2 separate regions of the Rattus norvegicus genome follow, and region 2 is linked to region 1. The links are chromatin contacts, called in public Hi-C maps. All regions are on one chromosome and are shown on one strand. The core of a region is the stretch at or near the end of the contact, and the rest is flanking DNA. Distances in the headings are between cores, read along the strand shown. Region 1 holds the start of E2f6 (E2F transcription factor 6). Region 2 holds the start of C6h2orf50 (similar to human chromosome 2 open reading frame 50).

What was found. A called contact is a pair of places that touch in the nucleus more often than the background predicts.
Region 2: a contact with region 1 is called in a Hi-C map of Schwann cells, with 16 times the contacts expected there. The contact joins the promoter of C6h2orf50 here to the promoter of E2f6 in region 1. A contact is called at or near these places in 10 of 12 Hi-C or Micro-C datasets (the A7r5 cell line, the Rat2 cell line, Schwann cells and 6 more).

The regions. Positions count from the first base shown.
Region 1 is chr6:45,316,242-45,323,035 of GRCr8, forward strand. It overlaps E2f6 (E2F transcription factor 6), which reads left to right and starts at 5,017. Exons shown (of 7, transcript NM_001100717.2): 1 at 5,017-5,124. The coding sequence starts at 5,017. It also overlaps a transcript of Greb1 not described here.
Region 2 is chr6:45,522,737-45,529,885 of GRCr8, forward strand. C6h2orf50 (similar to human chromosome 2 open reading frame 50) reads right to left here and starts at 3,074. Exons shown (of 4, transcript NM_001415120.1): 1 at 2,610-3,074; 2 at 407-446. The coding sequence starts at 2,824. LOC134479346 (a long non-coding RNA gene) reads left to right here and starts at 3,007. Exons shown (of 2, transcript XR_010052536.1): 1 at 3,007-3,143; 2 at 5,341-5,733.

The sequences.
Region 1 (6,794 bases), core at 3,767-6,266:
GAAAGGGAAGAGGAAAGGAGAAAGAGGAAAAGGAGAGGAACAAGAAGAAGGGAGGAAGGTGCAGGAAGGGGAGAAGGTGAAGGAAGCAGGAGGAGAAAGAAATGAAGAGGAAAGGGAGGAAAGATATAAAGGTTTGAATAAGACAATCCTCAATGTGTGCACAGAGATTCTCTCTATAGCATGAAGCAATACTTAGGAACCTCTCTAGTTATAACAGCAGCTATAAGAAAGCAGAAGTGAACAAAACACAAAGGCCTTAAACACTCTCCTTGTGGAGCACCATCCATTTCCCCTGTCTCCAAAGTTCATTCTGTCCATTACAACATGCCTGCTTGTTGAACGTATCCAATTGTGTCCTAATCAGGGTTACTATTGCTGTGAGGAAACAACATGACCAAACCCAACTTTGGAGAGGAGAGGATATGTTTGGCTTATGCTTCCAAATCACTGTTCATCATCAAAGGAAGTCAGGACAGAAAGTCAGGGCAGGGACCTGGAGGCAGGAGCTGATGCAGATGTCATGAAGGGTTCTGCTTACTGCCTTGCTCCTCATGGCTTGCTCAGCCTGCTTTCTTACAGAACCCAGGACCACTAGTCCAGGGGTGGCACCACCCACAACAGGTTGGACCCTCCCCCCTTGATCACTAATTAAGAAAATGCCCTGCAGCTGGATCTCATAGGAGTACTTTCTCAATTGAGGTTCCCTCCTATCAGATGACTCTAGCTTGTGTCAAATTGGCATGAAATGAGCAGGGACTCCATCCATGTTTGTTCTAGGTCTTCAATCCCCAAATGTCACAGCAGAAAAGTTAACTGGGCTTTGATTTAACAAAGTATTGATTTTAGGGGATTGGATACTTGCAGAGCCTAGAGGAGCTAGTTTCCTACCAGGACTCAGCCAGTGCCTTACAGCATACACTCAAACCTCTGAGCTTTTAATTTGTTAGTTCTGGATAGAGCCATAGAACCTGCATTTCTAGCAACCCCCTACACACACACACACACACACACACACACACACACACACACACACACACACGTAATGGCAATGCTGAGACTCATGACTCATTGTTGCATTGTAGAAGAAATAAGAGATCTCTCCTGTGTTCTTATTCTCTCTCCCTCTCCCTCCCTCCCTCTCTCTCCCTCTTCCTCTCCCCCTCCCTTCCCCCCCCCTCTCTCTCTTCTTTCCCTCTCTCCTCTTTTCCTCCCTCCCTCCGATCACCTCTAGATTTCAGGTATCCCAAGTTGACCTCAAACTTACTACTCACGATTTAGCTGTAGATGTCCCTGAACTTCTGACCCTCCTACTTCCACTTCCCAAGTGCTTTGAGATCAAAAGCATGCTACCACATCTGGTTCATATGGTGATGAAAATGAAACCAAGGTTTCGTGCACACTAGGCAAGCACTCTACCAACTGCTCTTTTTTTTATCCATGTTCCCTTCAGTGTCTGTCATGAGGGCATCCCAGTTCTTGAGAGGTTCTGCCTAGTTGTCTCCCAAAGGCCATGTCTAATAACCATTTCACTGGGCATTGATTTTGAGCACATGGCTCTCCCTAGTGAGCGGCACCAAGGATCCTCTAGTTGAAGGCAGCCTGTTGGGTGGCCACAAAGCCAGCTTTCAGAGTCTTCATACCTCACTCACTGTTCCAGATAGCTTTCCGGGGTTATGTGGGAACAAACCCCAAAGTCAGTTATGATTTCCCACTCCTCTTCTATGTTGTCATGGTGTATCAGACATGTTCGATCCATTCTTATGCTTCCTGGTCATACATCTTCATCAACCGGGGAGCTCCTAGTACTCCAGGATGTCCTTGTCAGAGTTAGAGTTCCTGACAGATAGCCCAGCACCGGAAAAATGCTCAGACAGTGCAGAGATGATGTAGACTTGGGCTACAGCCACATAACTAGGTTTTTTATGTGACTGTGGAAAGACTGACTAGCTGCTCTCCTTTTCCCCAGATGGGTGCGCTCAAGCTCTTTCGTTAGTCTGGAGTGCCTGGCATCTGTCATAAGTCACACTCCTTCACTGGCCCAACTCCTTTGGACTGTAGAAAATACAGTCAGTGGTCAAGCTGCTCAAGGATCCAAATACCAAAGTGAGTTATCCAGCTGTGAACTCAAATCATGTCTCTACCACTCGCTAGCTAGCCCCTTTGGGTAAATTTTGTAATCTTACTGATCTTTGATTTTCTCTTTTCAAAAGTACACTGTAGCTGTTGTCTTCAGATACACCAGAAGAGGGTATCAGATCTCATTACAGATGGTTGTGAGCCACCATGTGGTTGCTGGGATCTGAACTCAGGACCTCTGGAAGAACAGTCAGTGCTCTTAAACCACTGAGCCCATCTCTCCGATTTTCTGATCTGTAAACTGGTCTCTCATTATGTAACCCAGTCTGACCTCCAACTTCTGGTGGTCCTGCCTCAGTGTCCAGAGTGTTCTATGCCATTCTGAGTATACTCTTGGCCATACCCTACAGATCTGATATGAGATTTACGTGAGCAAAAGTATAGAGAGGGTTTGACATTTAACAGAGGCTGGATAAAGGGGCCTTAAAATTAGCCATGCCTGTTCTCCAGCACTGGATCTCTCTGAACTCCTTGTGGCAGAGGCTCTCCTAGTAGCTCTGAGAAACTCTCCACTCTGCATAAAACGTGCTCTTTCCTAAAGCTGACCTCGCTACAGCTGTATTCTATTTTTATCAGTCTTCGGCAAACATTTACAGATTGCTTGCTGCCTGCCATGCTCCTAGCTGAACACTGGTGATCCCAGGAGGACAAAAGACCTCTGACCCCCTAACAAGACATCTGACCCCTAGAAATGTATAATCTAGTGGGAGCCAACTTCCTCCAAAAGTCCTTCCTGCCCTCACTAAGCTTCCCTCCAACCTGGAATTTCCACATTGTGTTACCCTTCCATTCAAACACAGAGGAGCTGGAGACATGGCTCTGTAGTTAAGAGCACATCTGCCTTTCCAAGAGGACCAGAGCCTCCATAACCAGAGGTTCACAACCACTTGCAACTCCAGCTCCCAGGGAACCAGAAGCCTCAAGCCTCTGAAGGCATTGCACTCATGTGCACATACTCACACATACCCATAATTTAAAAATAAGTGAATAGGGCCCTGGGTTCGATCCCCAGCTCCGAAAAAAAGAACCAAAAAAAAAAAAAAATAAGTGAATAGGTGTGGGAAAGATGACTCAGTGGTTAAGAACACTGACTGTTCCTCTAGAGGACCCAGGTTCAATTTCCAGCACCCACATGGTGGCTCACAACTGTCTGTAATTCCAATTCCAGAGGACCTGATGCCCACACAGAGACATGCAGGCAGGCAAAACACCAAATCACATTGTAAAGGGATTTTAATCCAGCAACAGGGCTACTCTGGCAAGGGATCACACCCAAAGACTTTCTAGGTCTATATGATCTGACCAAATACAGACACACTCTGGATTATAGTACAACCTGAATGGAATATAGACATGCCTTTAATCCCTAATAATGAACGTAAGATTGGTTTGTAGAAGAAAGCAGCCACGTTTAAAAGTAACATCTAATTGAGGGCAAAGTGAGAAGTTAGAGAAAGATTTGACAGAATGAATCAGAGGACACACGGAGTGGGGGCGGGGAGAGGCAGTTTACTGGAACAATTTTATAGAGACAGGCTTTAGAAAGAACAAGTTGGTATCTTTATTCAGTAAGAACTCCCCACATTACAAATTGAGAAACTAAGTCACAGAATGACTTTTAGAAACTTGCTTAAGATCTTACAATTTGAAAAGCTATCTGTGACTCCAGGTAACTTTTTTTTTTCCGGAGCTAAGGACAGAAACCAGGGCCTTGCGCTTGCTAGGCAAGCGCTCTACCACTGAGCTAAATCCCCAACCCCTCTCTTTTCTTTTTTAAGTTTAGTTTAGCATATATATATATATATATATATATGTGTGTGTGTGTGTGTGTGTTTTGCATATATATATGTGTGTGTGTATATGTGTGTGTGTGTGTGTATATATATATATATATATATATATATCATATTAACATGTGTGTGCCTGGTGCCTATGGAGATCAGAAAAAGGGCATTAGATTCCCCTGGGCCTGGAGTTAACAGATGGTTTGAGCCAATGTGTGGGTAATGAGAATTGAACTCAGGTCCTCTGGTAGGGCAGCCAGTGCTCCTAAACGTAGAACCATCTCTCCAAGCTCCAGTTAAGATGTTTTATCTATCTCCTCCATTGGATTCTGGATCCAGTCTGTTATATTTAAAACAGTATCTTCTTGAGCCAGCCCAATACCTGATACAATAACTATTCAAGAACTGATACAGAAAAAAAAAAGTTTGTGCTTTTGGGACAACGTATACTCTAAGGATGAACTTTAGCTGACTTCGAATTCAAACACATGATCTCCCTGCCTGGATCTCTACGGCGCTCGTTCTGGTCCCTCCAGGATGGCTTGTTTATGAGCATGTGCTAAACACCCTTAGATGCGTGATGGGAGCGGGACTGTCATCGTCCCTGGGCACTCAGCCCCTGCAGTCCGCCGGTCGCGGGTCCGGACTAGGGAGCGCCGACTCTGGTACCCCGGAATCCCTGCTCCACCTCTTTTCTTACCTCTCCCCACCCCCGCTTCCCCGCCACCCTCTCCGAGGATCCATCCTCCGGAACACCCGGGTGTCAGCTGCGGGCGAGGACGCGTGTGCGCGGGAGATCTCCAGGGAAGGCGGTGCGCATGTGCAAAGGCAGGCGCACTGCGCATGCGGGAAGATGGCCGGCTCGGGGACCTGAGTGCCTCTGAGGTCACCCTGGTCACCCTGGTCCCCCTGCGCGCCTACCCCGATCCCCTCCGCGCCTGAGGGCAGCGCTAGGCGAGTGGGACCGCGACGCTCCGTGAGTGAAGCCGCAGTGCTCCGTGGGTGGAGCGGGCGGCGCTGAAGGGGCCGGGAGCGCGCGCACCGAGCCTCCCGGAAAGGCGGGAGGGCGCGTGGGGCGCGAGGGGCGCGGGACATCATGAGTCAGCAGCGGACGGCGCGGAAACTGCCCAGCCTGCTGGTGGACCCGGCTCAGGAGACCGTGCGCCGCCGCTGCCGGGACCCCATCAACGTAGAGAACCTACTGGTGAGCGGGAACCCGGGCCACGGGGGTCGCGTGCTGTGGGACGCGCCCCTTGCGTCCGGCCCTCTGCACAGTGTCTCTTGGTGTCCCGGGGCTCTCCTTGCAGCTCCCGATTCTTGGACCGCCCTTTGCTTTTAAATGTTTCAATTGGATTTACTTACTTTGTGTTGGGGTGGGGACCGCGGGCGCGTGGATTCCACGAGGCACGTGTAGAGCTTAGAAGGCAACTTGGCGGCAGTCTGTTCCATGCTTTCCACCTTTGTGGTTCGCGGGATGGAACTCTGGTGGAGTTTGTAAAGCTTGGTGGCAAGTACCTTAACCAACTGAGCGATCTTGCCTTTCTGTCTTCACTGTTTGACAGGGGAAATGAAAGAGTGAGAGAGTTCCCTCCATTCTGTGCTTCCCACCTTTCTCAGGGTCCCTGGTGGATCCGTCTTTTGTCCGTTTCTCCCAATCGCTGTGTTCTCTGCAAGGCAAGCTATATCCAAGCCATTCTGGCCAATCCGGTGCCAGATAGTTCATGAACCTTGTCTTGTCTGACTCCTCAGAGCAACCTTGAGATTGTTATTCTTGTCTTAGAGTTTGTCAGAATTGACTCAGGTGTGTGTACAGAGATGTCTGGCCTTGTGGCTAGGTAATGAGGAAGCTTCGGTAGGAACCTCAGAATGACTGCAGATGACAGCCTCTCCCTAACACCCCCCCCCCCCTTTTTTAAAGTGATTTCTGCTGAGTTTCCACTTGATCTTGCATTACCACCCAGGACTGTGCCGGGCACTTGAGTCCTAAGCACTCAGTATGATGGTTGTAAACAAGATCACTGCCTGTTTTGTCGATTCTAGTAGCAGTTTCACACCTTAATCTTGTGTCACAACTAACCACTCTTGGCTGAGTACTGTTTGTTGTGCCTTGGACAGCCATGGTGGGTCCCCTTGTCCCCTTCTCCTTTTCAGACATGTGGGTGTCATCCAGAATTCTCTACAGTTTGCTCATGTAGGTGACCACTCACTATTCCTACCTAACTTGTGGCCCGAGACCATGGTAGGTTTTTAAAGGATTGACAGACACTCTAAAATGCTCACTCTGGAAAAACCACTTAACCTTTTGTACTGCATCACAAGATAACGTCCTCTGAAGTCTTGGATATTCTTATCCAATCTGGTGTTTTTCGTTCGTTGCCTTGAGGTAGCTCCAAATCCATACTACATCTTTCCTAGAGCTTTCTAACTGTGTGTTAGATATCCCTGCTTAGATCTAAAACTTAAAAAAAAAAAAAAAAAGTCTGTGTGTATGTCACATGTGAATGGAGCTCACAGAGGCCAGAAAATGGTGTTAGAGGCCAGAAAACGCCTGGGGCTGAAGTTAACAAGTGGTTATAAGCTGGCACACGGATGAATTGAGCCTTCTGGAAAAGCAGCAAGCAGATTCACAGTCCCTTGCCTAAGAAAGCAACCTTCCTCGAATCCCACCTTAATGAATGATGCTTTACCGCCTGTGGTGTCCAAGCCAGCACTCCGGGCATGGCTGTCACCTTTTTCTCTTTTTCAGAATTGCCTCCAGACCCCACCCTGACCCCAAGGTCATCAAGTGCTATCATGGTGCTATAATGCCATCCCAGTAGGTTTCCCGCCACTATTGCTGCCTGCTGCCTCTCACTCGCTGTTCTGTGCACTTCA
Region 2 (7,149 bases), core at 1,824-4,323, 200 kb after region 1:
AAATATATCTTTAGTTGGTTGGTTGGTTTTTTTGAGACAGGGTTTTTCTGCATAGCCCTGACTATCCTGGAACTCTCTACGTAGAGCAGGCCGGTCTCAACCTCAGATCCACTTGCATCTGTCCCCCAAGTGCTGGGAGTAAAGGCATGTGCTACCACCTCCCAGTGAAAATATATCTTTAATAAAATCAACAAATACTGGATACTTTTTTTCTAAGTGTTCTATATAAATATTTTCTTTTCCATTAGACCCCTAGTTACTTAAAACAACACTTTTATTCCTCACTTCTATTCTGCTCAGAGCGCAGAGTAGGTCCTCAAAAAAAATTTAGTTAAATGAAGGAAGAAAGAAAGGGCAGATGTCCACACTGAAAGCAGTTTTCTGGAGGTTGGGGGTTGTGTCTTACCAGAGGGTCATAGTCCTTCAGGAAACCCCAATTCTCAGCCCTGGAAAGAAAGCACACGATTATCAAGGTTTTTTGTTTGTTTGTTTCTTAATGTACACTGGTGTTCTGCTGACATATAGATCTGTGTGAGGGTGTCGGGTTCCCTAGAACTAGAAATACTGACAGCATGCGGTTGCTGGGAATTGAACCCAGGTCTTTTGGAAGAGCAGCCAGTGCTCTTAACCACTCAGCCACCTCTCCAGCTCGATTGTATCTTGTTTGTTTGTTTGTTTTCTGGAATATCCTGAAAATTAACTTCTACTATGTCTTTAAGTGTTTGTATTACCATGGGGGAATTAAAACGCTATGTAACCACGATGAATGCCAAGTGCCCATGCTTTATTTATGGAGCAGCACACAGAGTGGCCAGTTACTTTTTCTATCTTGCTTTTGTGATTTCCACATATTCGTCCTACTCCAGGTGTGTTTAGCGCTTCTAGTTTACATGATCCTTATTTCTTCTTTTATTCTAGTCCAGGTTAGCTCAGAAAAAAATTTTAAAGGTTTATTTATTTTTTATTTTTATATAAGTACACTGTAGCTATTTACAGACACACCAGAAGAGGGCATCGGATCCCATTACACATGGTCATGAGCCACCATGTGGTTGCTGGGAATTGAACTCAGGACCTCTGGAAAAGCAGTCAGTGCTCTTAACCTCTGAGCCATCTCTCCAGTCCATGCTCAGGACTCTTGATGTAGCTGACAATGACCTTGGACGACAACGACTCCTCTTCCTCTTCTTCTTCTTCCTCCTCCTCCTCCTCCTCTTCCTCCTCCTCTTCCTCCTCCTTCTTCTTCTTCTCCTCTTATTTAAACTTGAGATGGGTTCTTATTGTGGTCCTGCTGGCCTGGAACTTTCTATGTAAACCAGGCTGGCTTTGAATTCACAGAGATCTGCCTGCCTTTGCCCCTTTGCCCCTTTGCCCCTCTGCCCCTCTGCGCTTCTGCCCCTCTGCCCCTCTGCCCCTCTGCCCCTCTGCCCCTCTGCCCCTCTGCCCCTCTGCCCCTCTGCCCCTCTGCCCCTCTGCCCCTCTGCCCCTTTCCCCCTCTGCCCCTCTGCCCCTCTGCCCCTGGGATTAAAGGTGTACAAGTTACAGCAGGCAAACTTGACCTTTGGGTCCTCCTGACTCTACCTTCCCAATGCTGGGATTGCAGCCTTTGGTCATCACCTTTTGCGATGGTTTGGATGAGAATGATCTCTATATGCTTATTTATTTGAACAGTTGGCTCCTATTGGTGGAACTGTTTGGAAAGGATTAGGAGGTGAGGCCTTGTTAGAGGAGGTGTGTCATTGGGTGGGCTTTGTAAGCTGCCTTAGTCATGGTGTTTTATCACAGTAATAGAAAGGCATTTCTGTTTTTTTAAAAGATGATATATATATACATATATATACATACATATATATATATACATATATATATATATGCATGCGCAGATACTGTAGCTTTTTTAAGACAAACCAGAAGAGGGCATCATATTCCATTACAGATGGTTGTGAGCCACCATGTGGTTGCTGGGAATTGAACTCAGGATCTCTGGAAGAGCAGTCAGTGCTCTTACCCACTGAGCCATCTCTCTGGCCCCACTTGTGCATTCTTTAAAAATGTCTAATATGAGGGGTTGGGGATTTAGCTCAGTGGTAGAGCACTTGCCTAGCAAGCGCAAGGCCCTGGGTTCGGTCCTCAGCTCCGAAAAAAAAAATGTCTAATATGTAAAGCTGAAGCCTAACGTGTTTTAGTTGCCTTTTGTCCTGGAAGGGAGACCCCCTTGGTACCCTGGGCAAACAAACCTACCACGCTTCCCCTAGTATTCTTCACTGAATAAAAGCAAGAACAAGGCTCCCCAACCCAACCCCCAGACCAGCATCCCGCCCCAGGCAGTACCTGGTTTCCAGCTGCCAACTTCTTCCCAGAAGAGGATAGAGATGTTATTGTTTGTCCGGAGATGGGCCCAGAGCCCTGTCTATGCCTGTATTCCCTGCTATCTTTGGGAAAGAGTGCCTTGGCTCCTCCATAGTCTGAGCCTCTGCTGACCTCTCTCACACCCTACTTCCATGTTCTCCCCCTCTGATCTTTCCATATATCCTCAGCACTTTCTCAGACCAAGGCGAGTGGAGGTGTGGGAGGTCTCAGGGAGAAAGGAGGCGGGGCAGGACACTCACCAACGCCGCTGGCCCCGCGCTTCGGCTTCCACAAGCTCCCTCCACAGCTGGTCCTGCTGCACACCCGGGGCTAGAGTCCCCTGGGAACCACCCACGAGAGCCCTGCCTGCTGCCGGGCCATCCCGGCCCGGGGAAATTGTGGCAAGCTGCCTGGTAGGGGGCAGTTGGTACCCTGATGATGTGGTTCTAGGAAGCCCAGTGTGTTGGCTGCCCATGGCAGGCTAGATAAGCAGGAGAGGAAGAGAAGAAAGAAAAGAGAAAGACTGGTTGAGACTCTCTCGTCTTAACCCAGAATAACCTGCACAAGGTGTTCCCACATCGTCCCACACCGGATCTCGAGCTCAGAGAGAGTGGCAGATGGGGACCAAAAACACTCCAGGCTGGGACAGCATCTGTGCCCAGCTGTGTTTTGCAGCCCTGCCTGTGTTGACCGTCGCCCAGGGAACAGGCGAGTCCCGAGTGCGCATGGGGCGGAAGGGGCGGACCCGGTTTGTGCCCTCTGAGGACGTCTGAGCCACTCAGTGGGTGCAGATGGTAGGTGCTTTGCCCAGTTCTTCCCCTGAGCAGGAGGGCGGGACAGTGTCTGACGCTGGATCTCGGGAGGCGGTGAGTGCTCCATGCTCCGGGGATCTGGGAAGGCTGGTGAACTCGAGCACGGTCGTGTGCTTCCCCCTGGTGGAAAACTCAGCCTCCCAGACCAAAAGAGCAGGGGCAGGAAGTGAAGATATCTTAATTAGGGTTTCTAATTGCTGTAAGGAAATATCAAAGCAAGTTAGGAAGGAAATGGCTTATCTGGCTTCCACTTCCATATAGTAATCCATCATTAAAGGAATTCGGGACAGGAACTCAAACAGGGCTAAAACCTGTAGATAGGAGCTGATGCAGAAACCGTGGAGGGCTATTGCTTACTGGCTTACATGGCCTGCTATCTTTAAAAAAGATTTGTTTGTTTGTTTAATGTATATAAGTGCTCTAGCTGCATGTACACCTGCATGCCAGAAGAGGGCATCAGACCATATCGTAGATGGTTGTGAGCCACCGTGTGGTTGCTGGGAATTGAACTCAGGACCTCTGGAAGAGCAGCCAATGAACTGAGGCATCTCGTCAGCCTTCAGCCTTAAAACCCAGGACCTCCTACCCAGGGATGGCCTGGGCCCTCCCCCATCAATCAATCAATCAATCACTAAGACATGACTCACTAGCCCCACCCCCTCACTAGCAGCAGCACTCAGAAGAGCTGGCTCTGCACCTTAACTGGGCAGCACAGTGGAGCTGGCCCTGACGGTGAAGGGACGGGGATCCAGGCCAGAGGGCATGAGAACAGGAGAGATGAACGTGCCTCCTGCCCACGTCAGCACTGGGTGGTCTAGCTGGAGCCGTGCTGGACAGCTATCCCTGGAGGTACAGAGAAGGGAACGTTGAGGCGCTGACCCTCTCAGTTACCACCCGTGCCCAGATCCCGGGCTCTGAATTGGCCTACTCCAAAATCTATATCGTTTGCAAATGGTTGGGACACACGAAAGGGCCAGTCCTGCTTATCCAAAGCTGTAGGATCCCCACAACATGAAGCAACAACAGGATAATGAGGAGGAGTCCTGGTGACAATCCAATGTGGATGGTGTCACAGGAGCCAGAGACCTGGAAGCGCAGGCCAATGACTCACTGCAATGAACATTTGCAAGTGACGGTGTGGGACAGAAGGATGTACTGTGGGACACACTGCAGCTTCTACAATGAGATGTTTTCTAGGTCTTTTTTCTTTTTCTCTTTGTGTGTGTGTGTGTGTGTGTGTGTGTGTGTGTGTGTGTGTGAGAGAGAGAGAGAGAGAGAGAGAGAGAAGAGAGAGAGAGAGAGAGAGAGAGAGAGAGAGAGAGAGAGAGAGGCTATTTTGTGGGGAGGTGGCAAGGACAAAGGGTGGATACGAAGGGATGAAGGTATGGGAGATGAATGGGACTGGGCTGCATAATGTGAAACTCACAAAGAATCAATAAAAAGTTTTCCTTTTAAAGTGAATTATGGAGGAAGAAAATTTTAAAAATGCCTTACAGCTGGATCTTATGGAGGCATTTTCTCAACTGATGCTCCCCCCTCGCTGATGACTTTAGCTTGTGTTAAGCTGACCTAAAACTAGCCAGGGCCGCAATGTATGCTCCTTCTGAAAGCCCAGAGAACCTGCAGCGTCCTGTCATTGATACTGCGGAGCCTTCCAACCACCCTCGGCAGCTTTAGTAGACATAGGCTCTACACTGTGTCACACTCAGGACCGCAGTGAAACCCAGTCTACAGGGAAGAATACAACAGGGGTGATTGTCAAGGTGGCCTGAGTTAGCTTATCATAAGAGGCACATTGCAGACTTAAGGGTGGGAGTTCTGCTGCGCACCCACTTCTGTTTCTTCCCTAATCCTGAGAAGCCCAGTTCTTTCTGTGGCACCAGTGGGTTTTTCATCCAGCTCAGCCAAACTCAGACCCTCCCATCTGCTGTTCCAGGCACCCTCTTTTCTTCTTTATCGTTGGAGCTGGGTCTATTGATAGACCTCTCAATCCTTCCCTCACACTTTGTGTCTGACTCCTGTTAGGCAAGGTGCTCCTTCCCTGTACAGCCAGAGAACAGAAACAGTTAACCAAGTGTAGACAGAGGTGCCTTAAGTGGAGAGATGCTCTGGGACTCAGCCAATAGTTCACACCTCCTCTAGTTTCTGCTCTCTTATTGTGTGTCTGTTTCCTCTCCAGCAGTGAAGCTCCTTAGGATACAAAGTAAACAAAAGAATACCAGGAAGTCCCTGAAACTGACCAGATTCACTAGGCTCCTCCTTTCCTGACAGTGAACAATAGCCAGTGCTGAGAGTTCCACTAAAAGGAACCAAGCTGCAAAGGAGACTTAGGAGACCACCCAAGTGGCCTGGAAGAAGCAGAGACCTCTGGAGCAGCGGGGAAGAACAACAGAGCCACTTGGAAAGCACACTCCCCTACCTGTTGAGTTGCCTGCAGGTTGTACCGTGTGCACCAGGCTGCCAACTTTTGTGAGCTGTCACCCACACTGTTGTGGTCTTGGGTGATGCAACTGTCTGACTCATATCTACCTCTGTAAGTAATCCCAGTAAAACTCATTGGTTTACCTACTAAGACTTTGGTGGTATCCATACTTTGGTCTGTCGTAGGTTCTCTATCTGGGGTTAACAGATGCCTGTTGCTTCTCCCCAGGAAAATTTCATTACAAAAGAGGCAGCAGGATTTAATCTTTACAGATGAGAAGGATTTTGAAGGTACAAGAGAGAAGACAAGGGAGGAGGCATAGTTTGGGGCTCGAGGTCGGATACAGATGCAGCCAGGCGTGTGAATATTTTGTACCTTATTCTGCACAGAGCCGGCAGTGATAAGTTATAACCACCAAGGTAACCGCAAAGTTAGAACCATCAGGAAGGGACCGAGGAGCCTTCCATGGCTGCGACCCTTGGGAAGGGTGGTGCTGAAGCCACAGTGGTCTCAAGCAGAGGCTAGTGTAGCAGAGACTCAGTGGGCAGGCAGGGAGCACCTTGAGCACCTTGAGTCATTTGGTGTTGATATGCAGGACAGCTGTGGAGTGTTGCAGAGCTTCGCGTCGGGTAAAAAACCTGAGATCAATTCCGGGGCTTAAAAAAACCACCAATCTCGGTCCCCAGCTCCGAAAAAAAGAACCAAAAAAAAAAAAAACAAAACAAAAAAACAAAAAAACAAAAAAAAAAAAACAAAAACAAAAACCAAACCACCAATCCCTGAGCTTGCCCCAAGCTCAGGTCTTGAATCCTACCAATCCCCGCCCTGGAAAACTCCATCCCACAAGAAACTTTACAGACCCCTGCCTCCCACTCAGTTCCCTGCTGCCTCTCTCTCCTGGGTTCCTTGTCCCGTGTGACTTTGCGGTCCAGGATTCTTTCCCTTCTGAGTTGTAACACTGACACATGGGTCCAAACAGACTGATGGGATGTGGCCTTTCTCTTCTCCTTTGTTTTTCCTCCCATAACTGGGCAGTTTTGTGGGTGACAATGTCTCTAGGGTGGCAGCGTAAATCCCGCACAGTACTCTGATATTGAGTCCTCACCATGCTTGGGTGCAGCACCTCTGGCTGGCTCCCTTGCATCCGGGGAGATTTCTCTTCTTGGAGAGAATGGAAGCTGTCGCCCCCGGAAGTCCTTTTGGTGTGCGAAAGAAGTCCTTACCAGGCTGATGTGGGCCGTGGCACCCAGCAGTTAGGGACAGCCATGTGGCTTGTGAGGCTTGTGAGGATGTGAGCCTTGGCCTCCTGCCTGCGTGACAGGAAATGCAACAGCATAGGCTAAAGCAAGCAGCCAGGCATTTGGAGCAGCTCTCGCTACGCCAAGTAGCTATCCAGTGTGGAGGCTGAGTTTTTTCATGGAAGTTGGTTGTTTAAGGTTAACATTTAAAGTTGAAGAATGCCATCCTAAGCCAGCTGGGTTGGTTCTTCTCTGAGCTGATCACAAACCTCCACCTCAAAGAGAAACTCTGAGGTGTGAAGCAACACGCTCGCTATTTTATCGTCGT